Regions from separate parts of the Nothobranchius furzeri genome. Here region 2 is linked to region 1. The links are chromatin contacts, called in public Micro-C maps. All regions are on one chromosome and are shown on one strand. The core of a region is the stretch at or near the end of the contact, and the rest is flanking DNA. Distances in the headings are between cores, read along the strand shown.

Region 1 (7,806 bases), core at 2,114-4,613:
CAGAGTGATTTATTTTAAATGATGTGACCTCAGAGATGTATTCATTCAGATATCATGACTTTATGATGCTTAAAGACAAATATCAACACTTCGGATGTTTATTTTCCATCCAGGCTGTTCATGCTAAGCTAACCTGTTGCCTGCTACATGTTAGAGATCTGCAGGATTAAAATGATCATCTGCTGCAAAAGCATCTTCAGTTAGGCCACTTATAGAGTCAAAAACTAGCTGGTTGTAAAATGTGCATTTTTCTGTTTTTTATTTTCTTTATTAAAAACTCGTCCTCATTAAATAAACATTTTAATGTCTTCTTTTTTCTGTTAGTTTATTTTGTTCAGAAATGTATCAAGTTACAGTAAAAAAAATAAACTTTTCCCACTTCCAGAAACTGTAAAATTCTGAGGTTGGACTGAATTTTCAAAGTAAAAATGATTATTTTCTAGGAAGTTTTCAAATTTACAACACAGGGTGGTTCTATGTGAAGGAGCGAGTGGTTTTTATTCTCCGATTTATAATATTCTCAGGCAGGCGGGTAGCGAGGAGGCGTTTACCCTGAAGCCAAGAACACAAAGACCTGAAGGCCAACAGATTAGTGACCCGATCTTACCTTTTAAGGTGTGTGTGTGTGTGTGTGTGTGTGTGCAGCCAAAACAAGAGCAGGGTATTAATCTCTGAGACCAAACACCTTTAACCCTCTAAAACTGGGACGGGTCGTTATCCGTACTTAATGCCCGTTTTTGTCTGAATTTAGGTCAGGAATGTCAGGAAGAGACCGGTCAAGCCTCCATCCTACTTAGTTTACCACTCACGGGTCCTTATTAGCTGCTAGAAGACCTCACACCTTCCCTCTGGAGCAAAGGAGGTGTTGTAAGCCTTGGTGGCGCTCTGCACCGTTCAGCATGATAAACAAGAACATTAAACTCTTAGAGGCCCAATAGGATTAGCTGTTGGTCACACAAACAAAATGATGAACGCTGAAAACACGGTTAGCTTCATCTGTCTGTTTCTTAGGAGCAGACGTGGAAAGTTTTTAAATGGTCACTAAATTAAAACACCTAAAGTTAAATGTGACTGTTTGTGTAATCATTAGTTTGGCAGCGTGGGTTAGATTAATTAAGAATTAAACTGGAGGTTTCAGTTTTTAACCATGAAATAAACGATAACGCTTGCTATTCCTGGGGTCCGTTTTGGTCATTTATGTTTTATTATTATCTTTACTGTGATAACGATTGGTGTCGTTATTGTTATCACTACTTCACGCTGCTCTTTTAATCTTCTGCTCTGTGTCAAAAACAAACTTTGGTCAGAAACACAAAAACCTCCTTGAGCCGTCACCTTATCGTGGTGGAGGAGTTTGAGTGCCCTAATGATCCTAGGAGCTATGTTGTCTGGGGCACTTTGTGCTCCTGGTAGGGTCTCCCATGACAAATTGGTCTTAGGTGAAGGGTGAGACAAAGAACTGTTCACAGGATCTTTCATGGATATACAATTAAAGAGTCGGAGTACCCGGCCCGGAGGGTTACTGGGCCCCACCCTGGAGCCAGGCCTGGGGTTGGGGCCCGTGAGCGAGCGCCTGGTGGCCGGGCTTTCGCCCATGGGGCCCGGCCGGGCCCAGCCCGAACCGGATACATGGGCTCATCCAACTGTGGACCCACCACCTGCAGGAGGAACATGAAGGGTCCGGTGCAATGTGAATCGGGTGGCAGACCGAGGCGGGAGCCTTGGCGGTCCAATCCCCGGACAAGGAAACTGGTTTTTGGGACATGGAACGTCACCTCGCTGGCGGGGAAGGAGCAGGAGCTTGTGGCAGAGGTTGAGCGGTACCGGCTAGATATAGTCGGACTCACCTCGACACATAGCATTGGCTCTGGAGCCCAAGTCCTTGAGAGGGGTTGGACACTCTCCTTTGCGGAAGTTGCTCCGGGTGAGAGGCGGAGGGCTGGGGTTGGCTTTTTGTTAGCCCCAAGACTCTCTGCCTGTGTGTTGGGGTTTACCCCTGGGGATGAGAGGGTAGCTTCCCTGCGCCTTCGGGTCGGGGAACGGGTCCTGACTGTTGTTTGTGCTTATGGGCCAAATATCAGTTCAGAGTACCCACCCTTTTTGGAGTCCCTGGGACGAGTGCTAGATAGTGCTCCATCAGGGGACTCCATTGTCCTGCTGGGGGACTTCAATGCTCACGTGGGCAATGACAGCATGACCTGGAGGGGTGTGATTGGGAGGAACGGCCCACCTGATCCGAACTCGAGCGGTGTTTCGTTATTGGACTTCTGTGCAAGCCGCAGTTTGGCCATAACGAACACCATGTTCGAACATAAGGATGCCCACCGGTACACTTGGTACCGGGGCAGCCTAGGTCACAGGTCGATGATAGACTTTGTAGTCATATCATCTGACCTGCGGCCGTATGTTTTGGACACCCGAGTGAAGAGAGGGGCGGAGCTGTCAACTGATCACCACCTGGTGGTGAGTTGGATCAGATGGCAAGGGAACATGCCGCGTAGACCTGGCAGACCCAAACGCATAGTGAGGGTCTGCTGGGAACGCCTGGCAGAAGAACCTGTTAAGACGGTCTTCAACTCCCACCTCCGGCAGAGCTTTGACCACGTCCCAAGAGCAGTGGGGGACATTGAGTCCGAGTGGGCCTTGTTCCACTCTGCGATTGTTGAGGCGGCTGTTGCTAGCTGTGGTCGCAAGGTGACCGGTACCAGTCGTGGTGGCAACCCCCGTACCCGCTGGTGGACACCAGAGAAGCTGTCAGGCTGAAGAAGGAGACCTACAGGGCGTGGCTGGTCTGTGGGTCTCCGGAGGCAGCAGACGGGTACCGGATAGCCAAGCGGGGTGCAGCAGTGGCAGTTGCCGAGGCAAATTTTCGGGCATTTGAGGAGTTTGGTGAGGCCATGGAGAAAGACTATCGATCGGCTCTAAAGAGGTTCTGGCAAACTGTCCGGCGCCTCAGGAGAGGAAGGCAGCAACTCGCTCACACTGTTTACAGTGGGGATGGGGAGAAGCATCTTCCATCTAAAACCTGAAGCATTTATAATGCATCAATAACCAGTAGAACCAGTAGAAGCCTGATCAAAGGAATGTGGAGGCAGCAAACACACAAGCTACCCCATAAAGACGGTTTCATGGGAAAGGAAGTAAAGCTACAACAAAAATAATAAAAAAGCCAAAGAAATAACAAGCAGCTCCCAGCAGGGTGCTCGGTGAAGAGGCTGTGTGTGTGTGTGTGTGTGTGTGTGTGTGTGTGTGTGTGTGTGTGTGTGTGTGTGTGTGTGTGTGTGTGTGTGTGTGTGTGTGTGTGTGTGTGTGTGTGTGTGTGAGGGTGCGTGGGTGGATGGGTGTGACTCATCCTCATGGCTCAGGGACTGACTAAAACAGGAAGTGAGGTCACAGCTGGCAGGATTACAGAGGAAGCCCACTCACTCGTAGCAGCTCCCCTGACGAGGGTCTGTCCTGAGGAATTTTCAGTAGGCAGTAGTCAACGAAGCTCCGGAAGGCATCGGACCTGGGGAACAAACCAGAACTAAAATAAAAACACTGGGATGTGGGTCAACGACTCCCCTTTCAGAGAAACACACGAGCTACAAACGGACCAAGCGAACGGGCCACAGGAGCTGTGTGAATAAAAACGGCCGTTACAGATGGAGACGTCATGCGAGCGGTGCGTTAAGGTGAAGAAGCTGTAGGATTTTAATGACACCGATACTTAAATCCGGGGGTCAGCGTAGGGTCGGTGTGTGAAAAGGCTTCTTCCTGCCACCTGACACTCGTCTCTCTGCAGCTGACTCAGGTCTCTACCTGTGTGACACATTTCATGGTGTTTCTGTACAAACGCTACTGAGCTAATGTCTCTGCTAGTTTAGTCAGGCTGGATGTTGCTTGTGCCTCCAGCTGCTGGAGCTTCTCCAAAAAATACCGCAACCACGTGCACAGCCGCCTGCCTCAACACGATGCACTTTCACTACAGGTGTGCCACGTGAACACGTGCATCAGAGAACACCTTCTCACGCAAACAAAAGCTTTTCTGGCCGACGTTTCTGATGAGCAGGATTTATTTTTAAAATCACAAAAATAGACATTATTTAGAGAACAGAGCTACAAACGCAGTTCCCTTGTTCAACTGCCCCTTTCAGGCTTGCTGCCCTCCCTTAAATAAATCTCTTTAAAGGAGTGGAACACTCATTATGCAATACATTTGCAGTGGGAACGAATGCCTTCAGAGTCATGCTGGGATGGGAGTGGGGGCCCCGGGGAAACCGGTGCACCATTTTCAGGAACTAGAAGTGAGCCACACCGCAGCTGAGCTTCAGACAGCGGGATTTAGAGTCTTTTCTCCTGATATTTGGACTTCCCGCCTCAGATTGGATAACAGCAACACGACTCCACTGACTTGAAACGCTGAAGTTTGATCTCCACAAATAGCACTAGCCTGGCTGTGTGGTGGAGTTGCTAAAGCAAACGGTTAGCTTCTACTAGTCGAGACGTTCTCTGCTGTTTCCTGGAGGCTAAACCAACAACAGCCTGAGTCAACATGGGTGAGTCCATGAATGTAAGTGACAGGGTGACGTAGATCTGTCAGGATTTTCCAATCCTAGAGTTTCACTGTCTGTTTTCTATCAGAAGCTACTGCAGGAGACAGGTGTAGGAGACTATCTTCATGTTCAGCCTGCCTGAAAAACTCTGAGTGAATCATTATAATCAGAAATAAGATTTTTAAAATGGGTTTTTAGTGTCTCACGCCTTTAATGCCAAAAAACTACTAAATAAAAAAGAACTTCAAATATTTTACAAATAACTAATATGTCAATAAAAAGGAACTATACCTCCGTAAAACACATGAAATTAAATGTATTTGTCATCTTTCTAAACCATCTCGATGTAGAAGATCTAACCTCCTTTAGGGTGTTACGGACATCCACTCAGACCCAGTGGGTGTTTTAATCAGGCTGAAAACAGAATGAAACGTTTTGTGTCTAAATGTTATTTTGCTTCCAAACACTAAATGAAGAAATATAGTTTTTAAACTCTTAAATCGGTACGACCGGGGTAAAAAAAGAAGCTAATTTCATGTGAAATAATCAACTACCACTGATTATTTTTCAGAGGGTGACTTAAATTATTAGTTGAGTGAGGAATAAAAACTGTCAGGTGAGACAGTGTTGCACAGCGATAGTAGAGGGGCGGTTTGAAAACTGATGGCCTAAATGACAAATATATATTAGAGGCCAACCGATATATCGGGACGATTTATTCCACTTCTTCTATATCGGCCACTGGCCGAAATTATTTTTAAAAGCCGATTAAAATAAATAAATAAATAAAAATCAGGCACCTGTGTGGCCGACTGCCACCACTACTAGACTGAAAAAAGGCCCTGAAGGACCCCAACACGCTGTTTTTTGAATGTTTTGAATTTTTTTTATATTTTAAGTTAAATAAAAATTAAGAGTTGTATTCGTTGTTGTCCTCTTCCTCCGCTTATCCGGGTCCGGGTCGCGGGGGCAGCATCCCAACTAGGGAGCTCCAGACCGTCCTCTCCCCGGCCACCTCCACCAGCTCCTCCGGCAGGACCCCAAGGCGTTCCCGGACCAGATTGGAGATGTAACCTCTCCAACGTGTCCTGGGTCGACCCGGGGGCCTCCTGCCGGCAGAACATGCCCGAAACACCTCCCCAGGGAGGCGTCCAGGAGACATCCTGACCAGATGCCCAAACCACCTCAACTGACTCCTTTCGATCCGGAGGAGCAGCGGTTCTACTCCGAGTCCCTCCCGAATGTCCGAGCTCCTCACCCTATCTCTAAGGCTGAGCCCGGCCACCCTACGGAGGAAACTCATTTCGGCCGCTTGTATCCGCGATCTCGTTCTTTCGGTCATTACCCAAAGCTCATGACCATAGGTGAGGATTGGGACGTAGATCGACCGGTAAATCGAGAGCCTGGCTTTCTGGCTCAGCTCCCTCTTCCCCACGACATATCGGCTCAGCGTCCGCATCACTGCAGACGCCGAACCAATCCGCCTGTAGATCTCCCGATTCCTCCTACCCTCACTCGTGAACAAGACCCCGAGATACTTAAACTCCTCCACTTGAGGTAGGACCTCTCTCCCGACCCGGAGGTGGCAAGCCACCCTTTTCCGGTCGAGAACCACGGTCTCAGATTTGGAGGTGCTGATCCTCATCCCAGCCGCTTCACACTCGGCCGTGAACCTACCCAGCAAGAGCTGAAGGTCAGAGCTGGATGAAGCTAGGAGAACCACATCATCCGCAAAAAGCAGAGACGAGATTCTCCCGCCACCAAACTCGACACACTCCACACCACGGCTGCGTCTAGAAATTCTGTCCATACAGGTAATGAACAGAACCGGTAACAAAGGGCAGCCCTGGCGGAGTCCAACCCTCACCGGGAACAGGTCCGACTTACTACCGGCTATGCGGACCAAACTCACGCTCCTCTGGTAAAGGGACTGAATGGCCCTTAACAGAAAGCCACCCACCCCATACTCCTGGAGCGTCCCCCACAGGGTGCCCCTGGGGACACGGTCATAAACCATCTCCAAATCCACAAAGCACATGTGGATTGGTTGGGCAAACTCCCATGCCCCCTCCATCACCCTTGCAAGGGTATAGAGCTGGTCCACAGTTCCACGGTCAGGACGAAAACCACGTTGCTCCTCCTCAATCTGAGATTCAGCTATCGATCGGACCCTCCTCTCCAGAGTTGTGTCGACTTGTTTAATTTATATTACACACAGTGAGCGTTCAGTTGTCTTTCAGCATCAATAAGTTGCTAAAACGTTTATATATCAGCCTTAATAATCGGCTTTAGATATCGGCCATCGACAACGACATCCTTAAAAAAATCGGTTTCGACCTAAAAAAACCCACATTGGTCGGCCTCTAAAGGATATCCGCTAAAGACTCGATCAGCAATCCCAGTCGCGAGCTGCAAGGTTCAAAGCTGAAGAAAACACAGCAGGAGGCAGATTATTTTAGCAGCTAGAACACGTCACGTTTAGTTTGTGTTTGAACCGGTGTGGGAATAACGGTGCTGTGTTGTTGTTGAGATGTGGAGCAACACAGAAATAACCACATTTGCTTGGTGGCGGTTTTCCTTCTGCGTTACGTAACACATCTCAGTGTGACCTTAAGCAAGGCCTGCCGCAGTGCTCACAGGCCAGAGCAGCGTCTTACGCCGGCTGGGCCATGAGTGGATCAGATTTTCATGTTTAACTGTTTCTTGCTTCATGTTTGAGGTTAGTTGCAACGATGCCACAAAACATTTTTTATTCTGTCAAACAAAAGTTTGGGAACTTGAACTCACCACTCGTTTGACTGCAGCGTGGGTGAGTCGTTCTGTGCGATGTGGTATAAGGCACTCATGGCGTTCATGTTGAACAAAGGTGGTTTACGTTCCGCTAAAGTAGAAAACGACAGAGTCAAAGATGCACAACATACTTTTGCTGCTGGAAGTTTCAAAACAACAAATCAGCTTTTCTTTGATCGAGGCGGAAGCCTCTGGAGTCTGCTCAAGTCGTTATGTGCTTCACTTTATCTGTATTTTATTTAAACCGGCTTAGATCTGTTAAACTTTCACCTGAGTGAACGCATCAGTCTTTAATTTGGCCAGTTAGTCAGAGCTTTCTCACCCAGTTCAATACAGGTGATCCCTAGAGACCAGATGTCCACTTTCCCCTCGTACTGACCCTCATCCATGGCTAAAATCACTTCTGGGGCCATCCTGAGGACAGAGAAACACACAATATCGTTAACACACACACACACACACACGCACACACACGCACAAA
Region 2 (7,806 bases), core at 3,525-6,024, 47 kb after region 1:
AGAGTTAATTAGTTGATTCAGATGATTAGGTTAATAGCTCGTTTAGAGAACCTTTTCATGATATGCTAATTTTTTCAGATAGGAATTTTGGGTTTTCATGAGCTGTACGCCAAAATCATCAATATTAGAAACAATAAAAGGCTTGAACTACTTCAGTTGTGTGTAATGAATCTAATATATATGAAAGTCTAATGTTTATCAGTACATTGACAATAATGAACTTTATCACAATATGCTGATTTTGTGAGAAGGACCTGTATTTGTTTAATTATCTACATGGAGGTTGGGTAACTGAATCTGAAAATTACACACCCACTGAATGTGTCTCACCTGTAAATTTCATACACTGAATGAAATGCTACTAGCATTGTAGATTCACGCTTTTACCAAATATCCCTCTGGCTGCTCTCCCACTGGCTTCCCAGGACCAAGATCTTGTAGCAGTGCAGAGTTTTGCTGTCTTGTGAAATCATCATTAAAAGCAGTATGCATGAACACATCTGCGAGTGCATGAAGGCTGGGGGTGGGGGGCATAATTCTCCTCGTCATACCAGACAGCATTTCTATATCAGACATGCTAAACCAGATCACTGCAGAACACTAAGCCTGACAGCATTGCTTTAAAATTGATGTCCCCTGCTGCTGCACCACAAATAAACCACCAACTTTCTGTAGCATAGGCTTAACTGGCAATTAGTTTGTAGGTTTGATTTAAAACTTAGCTTTCCATTGGAGTAGAAGATGGTTTTCATGTCAACATGTTGCTCTACAGTAGCATAGCAGGTTCTAATTTAGGGAAATGTAATGGCCATCTAATATAGTGATGGGGGGGGGGGGGGGTACAACTGAAGCCAAAGATTGAAGCCAAATGAAGAGAAAAGCCATTGAATGGCTGAACGCATCCCAAAGAATATTTTGAGACACCAGTGATTTCATTCCGGTTCTTCACCAAGAGAAAAGTTTAACTCGTTCCTTTATACTTCCACGTGAGGGGAGGCAGTTCATGATTGCTTGGTAGATTTTAGTAGAAATATGGAAAGCTGTCAAGAGTTTAGAAACACTACGCCATCTTGTTATTTCTAACATGACAAGTCAAGATTTACCATATGGTATCAGGCACCACAGCCTGATAGGAATGTGGGCCGAAGGCGACAATGGAATGGACAACAGTGGTCGGCACTCTTAGTGACAGGATGCCAAAAACCTGATTGGAGGAGCGCTACTGTGATTTTTTTCTAAGTCTGCACTGGAAAAAATTATCTCCCAAAAACCGTGACCAAACTCAATGGGTCAAACTGAACAAAGAGCAAAGATTTACCAGATTAAACCAGAACTTCCAAACAATGGGGGTGAATTTACTGGCAATCGTACGATAGAAATAAAGATAATAAACTGTGAATTGCTTTATATTGGTCAATAAGGAAGTGTCATTTTATGTTCCTACTTTTAAGAGCATGATGCATCAGCCAGATGTGCGTACCTGAAATAGCATACACCTTTTTAAACAATTAAACTGTAGAATAACAGCACAACTCATTAAAACTGTTATGGAAGGGAGAGGGAGAATAAATATCGTATTTCCTGTCAAGCAGCATCCTCCAGGCTACTGCACCGCATCCTGCAAACCCAAACAGCTTGTATTCATCTCCTTTTCAGCTCTAAACAAAATAAAAGACAAAGTAAAAGAAAACCTGCTAATCGCTTTGAATGACATTCAAGAGCAATGTCACAACAATGGATTAGACCCGTTCCTGCTACTCATGGGCAGACTTCTTAAAATAAATCTTTATGACACACTTTAGCAGTCAAACGAGGGTCTGCTGCCTGCCTCTCACTCATGCGCGCTGCACACCAGAGATGACATCATGCTGGGTCAGACTGGGTTTTAGGGTTTATCTACACCGACAGCCACCTACAAGCCTGCCTCTATTTGCTGATTTAAGCGAGCGAATGCATGCACGAGGTGGTTTTTTATTCAAATAAAATTCTCGTAAAATCAAAATAGAAAATGCTTAATGACGTTTTTACGTGTGGTAAACAAATGCAGCATCTTCCGACGTGTAACTGTAGAAATTGCGAGTATGTGCTCGCCGAGGGGGTGAAAGCAGAGTTGGAGTCATGTGCGGCGGACAGCCATTGTGACGACGCGTTGGTAGTAAAATCCCACTCACAACAATGAAAGACATAATGGAAGGTACCACGGCCGTTGTGGATGTCACACACACACACACACACACACACACACGCTGCATGACAAAGCTAAAAACCAACAACACAGACGACAAGTTCACGCAGCAGCATGCAGTCACCGCGTCGTGCCCGCAACCCCCCGCCGTACACTTCACAACAACCTGTCACCCGTAGGACCCGCGTACTCACCCCCTCTCTGGAGCAAACCAACGAGCGCAGCTGCTTCTCCGTCAGCTCACAACGTAAACATCCAATTTACGGAGCAGGTGCGGAGAATGAGCGGACCTGCACTTCGTTTGTGGCGGTTAACGAGCAAACCTACGCACTTAAAACGCACCGAGCGCTGCTCGGGGTCCGCACTCACCGCCTCCGTGGAGTCGAGTGGCGCCGAAACCAGAAGCCGAACAAAACCCACTCGATGTCGGTGGTCGTTCCCAACTCCATGTGCGACCTCTAAAGCCCCACTGTCGGGTTGAACCCACTTTTCGGAGCTCTGACGCGTAGCTACGGTAGTTTAGCCGCTGACACAGGAGGAAGTAGTGTCATTTTCAGTTCGCGAGCGCGAGGCTTTGGCACGAGCCGTTAACTGTCAAGGGAGGGAGGGAGGGAGGGAGGGGGGGGGGGGCAAACAGTGACAGCAGCAGCGTGACGACAGGAGAAAAAGCCGCTCACCTTCAGCTAAAGTCGTCCGGGTTGGCTTTAACGCATCCGTACTTCTGGAGTATTTAATCCCACTCTGGAGACGTCGGCGCGGCTTTGCGGAGCGCTGCCAGTCGGTCTCGACTTCCTGAATGACGGAGCAGCGGAACAAACCCCCCGCTGCTGGTTCTGACAGTTTCTCTGACAGGCGCCCGGAAACAAAGTTGTCTGCGAAGGGAGTTCCTCTGCCAGTGTTTGTTTTGTTACAAACAACTTTATATTAAATAAAATTATATGCGTGTTTGACTAAATAAAACGCGACGTAGACGTGTAGATGAGGCATGTCCCAACAGAGATGCTGCTTCAAACTAAAAGGCTGCAAACACAAACCAAAGCAGGGAGAATTCTACACCATATTTTCTTAGGAAGTCATTAAAAATGCATGAACTGAGTCATCCCGGTTCCGTTAGCTGCAAACCTGGTTTGTCCAGATTATAATCTGTCCAATGCTGCCATCTGATGGTGTACTGTAAAAGTTAATCTATTTAACAAATAAAATTATATTTACATGTGAAATGCTCAATAATTTGCTATGTAACTGCCTTTGGTCTGTATTTATTTATTTACTGGATTTTTTTTTATCAAAAGGTGCTATTACAACAGTAATTTTTATTTTCAACATTTTTTCATCATAAGTTATTACATTTTCTCCCATTTTTTTAATCTTAATGTTTTTTTTTTCAGTTTTTTAAGCACTTTGTGATTCTTATCTTGAGAGGATGCTATACAAAAAATCCTTTCCAAGACGTAATGTTGCTGAAAAAGTGAGATTATCTTGACCTAAAACAAAACAAAATGCAACCAATTTGAAAAGCTAAATATATGGGAACCATTAACTAAAATTAAAAAATATTGCCTCTCAAGCGTATTAAAAATAATTTTCCTTAGTATGCCATATTATTACTCTTTCGGGCATCAATGGAAAGGATTTTTTTTAAATAAAAGAGCTACACAAATTTAAGGTGACTGAAAACTTTTGCTAGGGATTCTGTTTAGAAATGCATGCACTAGTACAAAACAAATAGATGTTTGATTTGGAAATGTATTCTTTATTTACATGTTTACTGCATGATATTGACAGATGCATATAAACAAGAACAGTGATTGCTTCAACATCTTATTTTGAAAAGACACCACAGCTTAGTTAATCAATCTACAAAAATAACTAAGGTATACAACAAATACAGTTTTCGCTGTAAAATAATTATTAGACATTTCAGATGTCTAATATGCCAGTTTTAATAAACCGGTGGTCAAACACATATACTCGTTGCATTTTGTATATTGTATTAAAGATGAACATAATCGAAGGTGTGCTAGGTCATACGGCAAGTCGTCTTCTCCCTGTATTTCTGTGGAAAAGCGTTGTATCAATAAAAAATATTAATCAGTGGTTGCAGATGACTTTCAATGCACATTTAATATATTATTGGCAAATATATGGTGCACAAGCCACTAATAAGCACATTATAATTTTTATGTGACAAATACATAAATAAAAACAGGAAGCAGAACAAAAACAAAAAGAAAGAAAATGATTCGTGACTAGGCTAACATTACATAATTTACAACAAGCACCCAGCCCAAGATTTAATTTATTCATTTATCGGCTATTTATCATGGAAACACTCTCAAAAGATTTAGCAACAGAGGCAATGATGTTAGGCATTTGACAGATGATACTTTTAATTTTTCGCAACAGACTCACTGATTTTTTTAAATAAACGTTTCTTTTATAAACCTTACTAGAAATAAAAAAAACAAAAAAACAAAAAAACAAATCTATCCCGGTTTGCGAAGTTAACGGTTTGCCTGATTTCACGAATGCCAAATGCTTAAGTTGTTTCAATGCAGAAAATGTTTCTGTCACTTGAATATCGTTAAAGAATCCTCATTTAGTCTACTCAAAATGTAATTAAAAAAAAAAAGATATTCTTCTTTGGTTTGAAACGGTTTGAAATGGAGATTTTGACCAGGCATATACTTGGACACCTTGAAGACTGGGGGTCCTACCAGTTGTAGGCGCAGTTTCAAGCAAGCAGCAAAACACAAATCGATAGTTTATTTTGTTTGTTTACATTGCCCGTACGAGCAAATGGCTTCCACATTAATTTCTCCTATAGTGGATTATTACAATGATGAAGAAGAGCTCGACAGTGTAGATGAAGATGATGATCGGAGTTTCCGGGGAAGGGATTCGGAAGAAGGTAAAGAAATAATACACGACAACCTCACTTGCCGTCGGGCTCTGTCTACTTGCTGGAGCAGAAACGGAAATTCGCGGTTGTTGCTTCAGTGTATCTATTTAGGGCAACTATTATACAAATCTACCATGCTTGAAGAAACAAATTATTAAGAGAATGTTTTAACAGTTTTGTTTGAAACCCTAGGCGGGGAGATGTGAAATCTTTGAGTCCGTTTCTGCCTTACTCGCACAATAGTTAGCTATCCACGCTAATCACTGCGAAAAGCAGCGAAAAATGAGTTTCTGGTGGCGTTTATCAGTAACACTCCAAGTAAACGCTTATTTTATTGTCAGCGTGTTTGATTATTTCTTTTACAAACTGTATATGAAATTATATTCTGTATGCACGAGCTTCTGGAAGTTTAGCAACAACGTTTTGCTCATTTTTTGTTGCAAAACTACCACAGTTTTAATAGTCTTTTACCACCGGATCAGATTGAGCAATACACAGAGCACGTTAGCTATTATTTTGACGTTGACGTCATTATTTACAAGCTATAATAATATTATTGCACGTATCTTGACGCAGCCTGCGCTTTTTATGTCCCCCGGGTCTTTTCCCCAGACGGTGAACACATCGTTAATTAGCCAGTCGGCTACGTGACGTTAGCTTTGAGCGTTGACAGGTTGACCACTGCTCTGCCCTTTTCACTCCAGTCAGACCGGACGGTTAGCAGTGAAACAGACACCAAGAAGGAAACAAGGTCATGACAACACTACAAGGTTTGCTTTTGTCGCGACGCCGACTTTCAGACGGACATTGTTGATTATTCCCTGTTTTTCTCCGCATCGGATCTTTTTATCTTTAAACGTCAGAGCTAACCGGCTAGCACACGAATGCTAACTGAAAATGAAAGCTGCTGTGTCAGCTTAACTGGGCCTTTGTCACCTTTTTGTCCCAAGGTTTGAAGGTTAAAATCAGGCTGATCTGAGTTATCCAGCGCTTACAAACTTCACTCCTGAGTTTCCTTTAGCCGTCGCTGGTAAAAGGTGAAACTCGTCGGCGTCGCTGTCAGAGCTGTCAGAGGTCTGACAGATACACTGACCGAATCCGCCGGTCACTTCGCTGATTAATCGCACCGTGCGGCAAAAGCTCCACATCCAAACCAGCTGCCACCTCATCGATCGTCGTGTTTATGTGTTTTCATTCGAACTTACATTGCTGGAAAAGTCGGCTCGGTTCGAGCCGAACTTTTTCTCCGGTCACTCGGCTAATGCGGGTTTCCCGTGTTCTCCTAATCAAACAAACCAGAGTGCATCCCGAGAAGGGTGTTCACCATTATCTCACCACTGCCACGCACGTCCCTCCGTGCAGGAGACCTGTCCTGCGTGTACAACGCTGTAAACATCACATGCTTCTGCTCTCAGACGCAGTAACGCACCTGGTGAGTGTTTTCAGGCTCACTGGAGAGTTTTAAAATGAAGTCTGCTTTTTCTCAGATACTGAAGATGCCAGTGAGACAGATCTTGCCAAGCATGATGAGGATGACTATGTGGAAATCAAGGAACAGTAAGATGTTTTAAATATAATCGTTATTTTTTCTAAAGTCTTGGTTTTTGCTTGTATTCATGACTTTTGTTGTGACCTTTCTTTTCCAGAATGTACCAGGATAAACTGGCCTCTCTGAAAAGACAACTACAGCAATTACAAGAAGGTATAAATAACAAAAGTTAGTTTAAAACGCATTTCTTTGTTTGCAGATACTGTTTAAAAGTGCTTACCCTTTGCCATTAGCTGTATAATACACCAGTGTGCTTCCACATGAGTGCTTTTCTTGTGTGTTTAATGTGTTAGAAGTTAATCTTGGATACAGAACATTTTTTATTCCTTCTGCAGGCACATTGCAGGAGTACCAGAAACGGATGAAGAAGCTGGACCAGCAGTACAAAGAGAGACTCCGAAATGCAGGTAAGACCACACCGGCTGTTCTCACTTAACTGATTACATGTTTGTGTCAACAAGCTCATTAGAGTTTCCTTTATGCTGTTTTATTACAACCAGACTGAATATGTACTGCACCGCCATCTGGTGATAAAAGCTTGCAGGCTGTGTTTATCTATTTGTTTGAAAATGTTCTTCCCCCCCCCCCCCCCCCAAATCTGAGGCTATGAGCATTTAGCAAACTTACTAAAGTCTTGTCTAACATTGTTTTTAGTTTTGTTGAAGAGTTTTTAAATGACAAAATTGTTTTAATTTTCACTTTACAGATTTATTCCTTCAGCTCGAGGTAAGCACGCCCAGCAAGGCGTTTTTGCCAAGCGCTGTTTCTATTCTACTTATTTAGAATTGCAGCGTACTCCTGGCGTTTTTCTCCCGCGTTTGGTTTCGTCCAGACGGAACAGGTGGAGCGGAACTACATCAAGGAGAAGAAGGCAGCAGTGAAGGAGTTTGACGATAAAAAGGTCGAGCTGAAGGAAAATCTAATCGCAGAGCTGGAGGAAAAGAAAAAGATGATAGAGAATGAGAAGTTAACAATGGAGCTGACGGGCGGTAAGGAAACCTGAGAGTGATTATTTGCCCTGAGAGGAAAAAACTGGCAAAAGAGAGTGGATATGAGTTCCTGAACATTTAACGTCGGGCTGGGCGATATGGACCAAAACTTTTATCTCTACCTTTGAGCAGAATTACAACATACAGCATGTGTGGATGTTTGTCTTCCTGTAAAGTATTT

What was found. A called contact is a pair of places that touch in the nucleus more often than the background predicts.
Region 2: a Micro-C map of tail fin shows a contact between it and region 1, with 16 times the contacts expected there. The contact joins the promoter of suds3 here to the enhancer-like site in region 1. A contact is called at or near these places in 2 of 2 Hi-C or Micro-C datasets (skeletal muscle and tail fin).

What each region holds. Positions count from the first base shown.
Region 1 is chr10:34,535,903-34,543,708 of NfurGRZ-RIMD1, forward strand. It overlaps taok3a (TAO kinase 3a), which reads right to left. Exons shown (of 21, transcript XM_070555557.1): 9 at 7,648-7,739; 10 at 7,323-7,416; 11 at 3,427-3,508. Among protein-coding and RNA genes, the nearest start is that of pebp1, 23 kb to the left of the region's middle. Within about 2 kb of position 3,364, at least 1 of the 3 cell types and tissues checked has an H3K27ac peak or open chromatin away from gene starts, as enhancers often do. A contact at or near this core is called in tail fin, where this site is marked.
Region 2 is chr10:34,581,850-34,589,655 of NfurGRZ-RIMD1, forward strand. suds3 (SDS3 homolog, SIN3A corepressor complex component) reads left to right here and starts at 4,775. Exons shown (of 12, transcript XM_015960524.3): 1 at 4,775-5,096; 2 at 6,575-6,644; 3 at 6,734-6,789; 4 at 6,972-7,043; 5 at 7,343-7,362; 6 at 7,469-7,625. The coding sequence starts at 4,985. All of the region lies in intron 1 of taok3a (TAO kinase 3a), which reads right to left.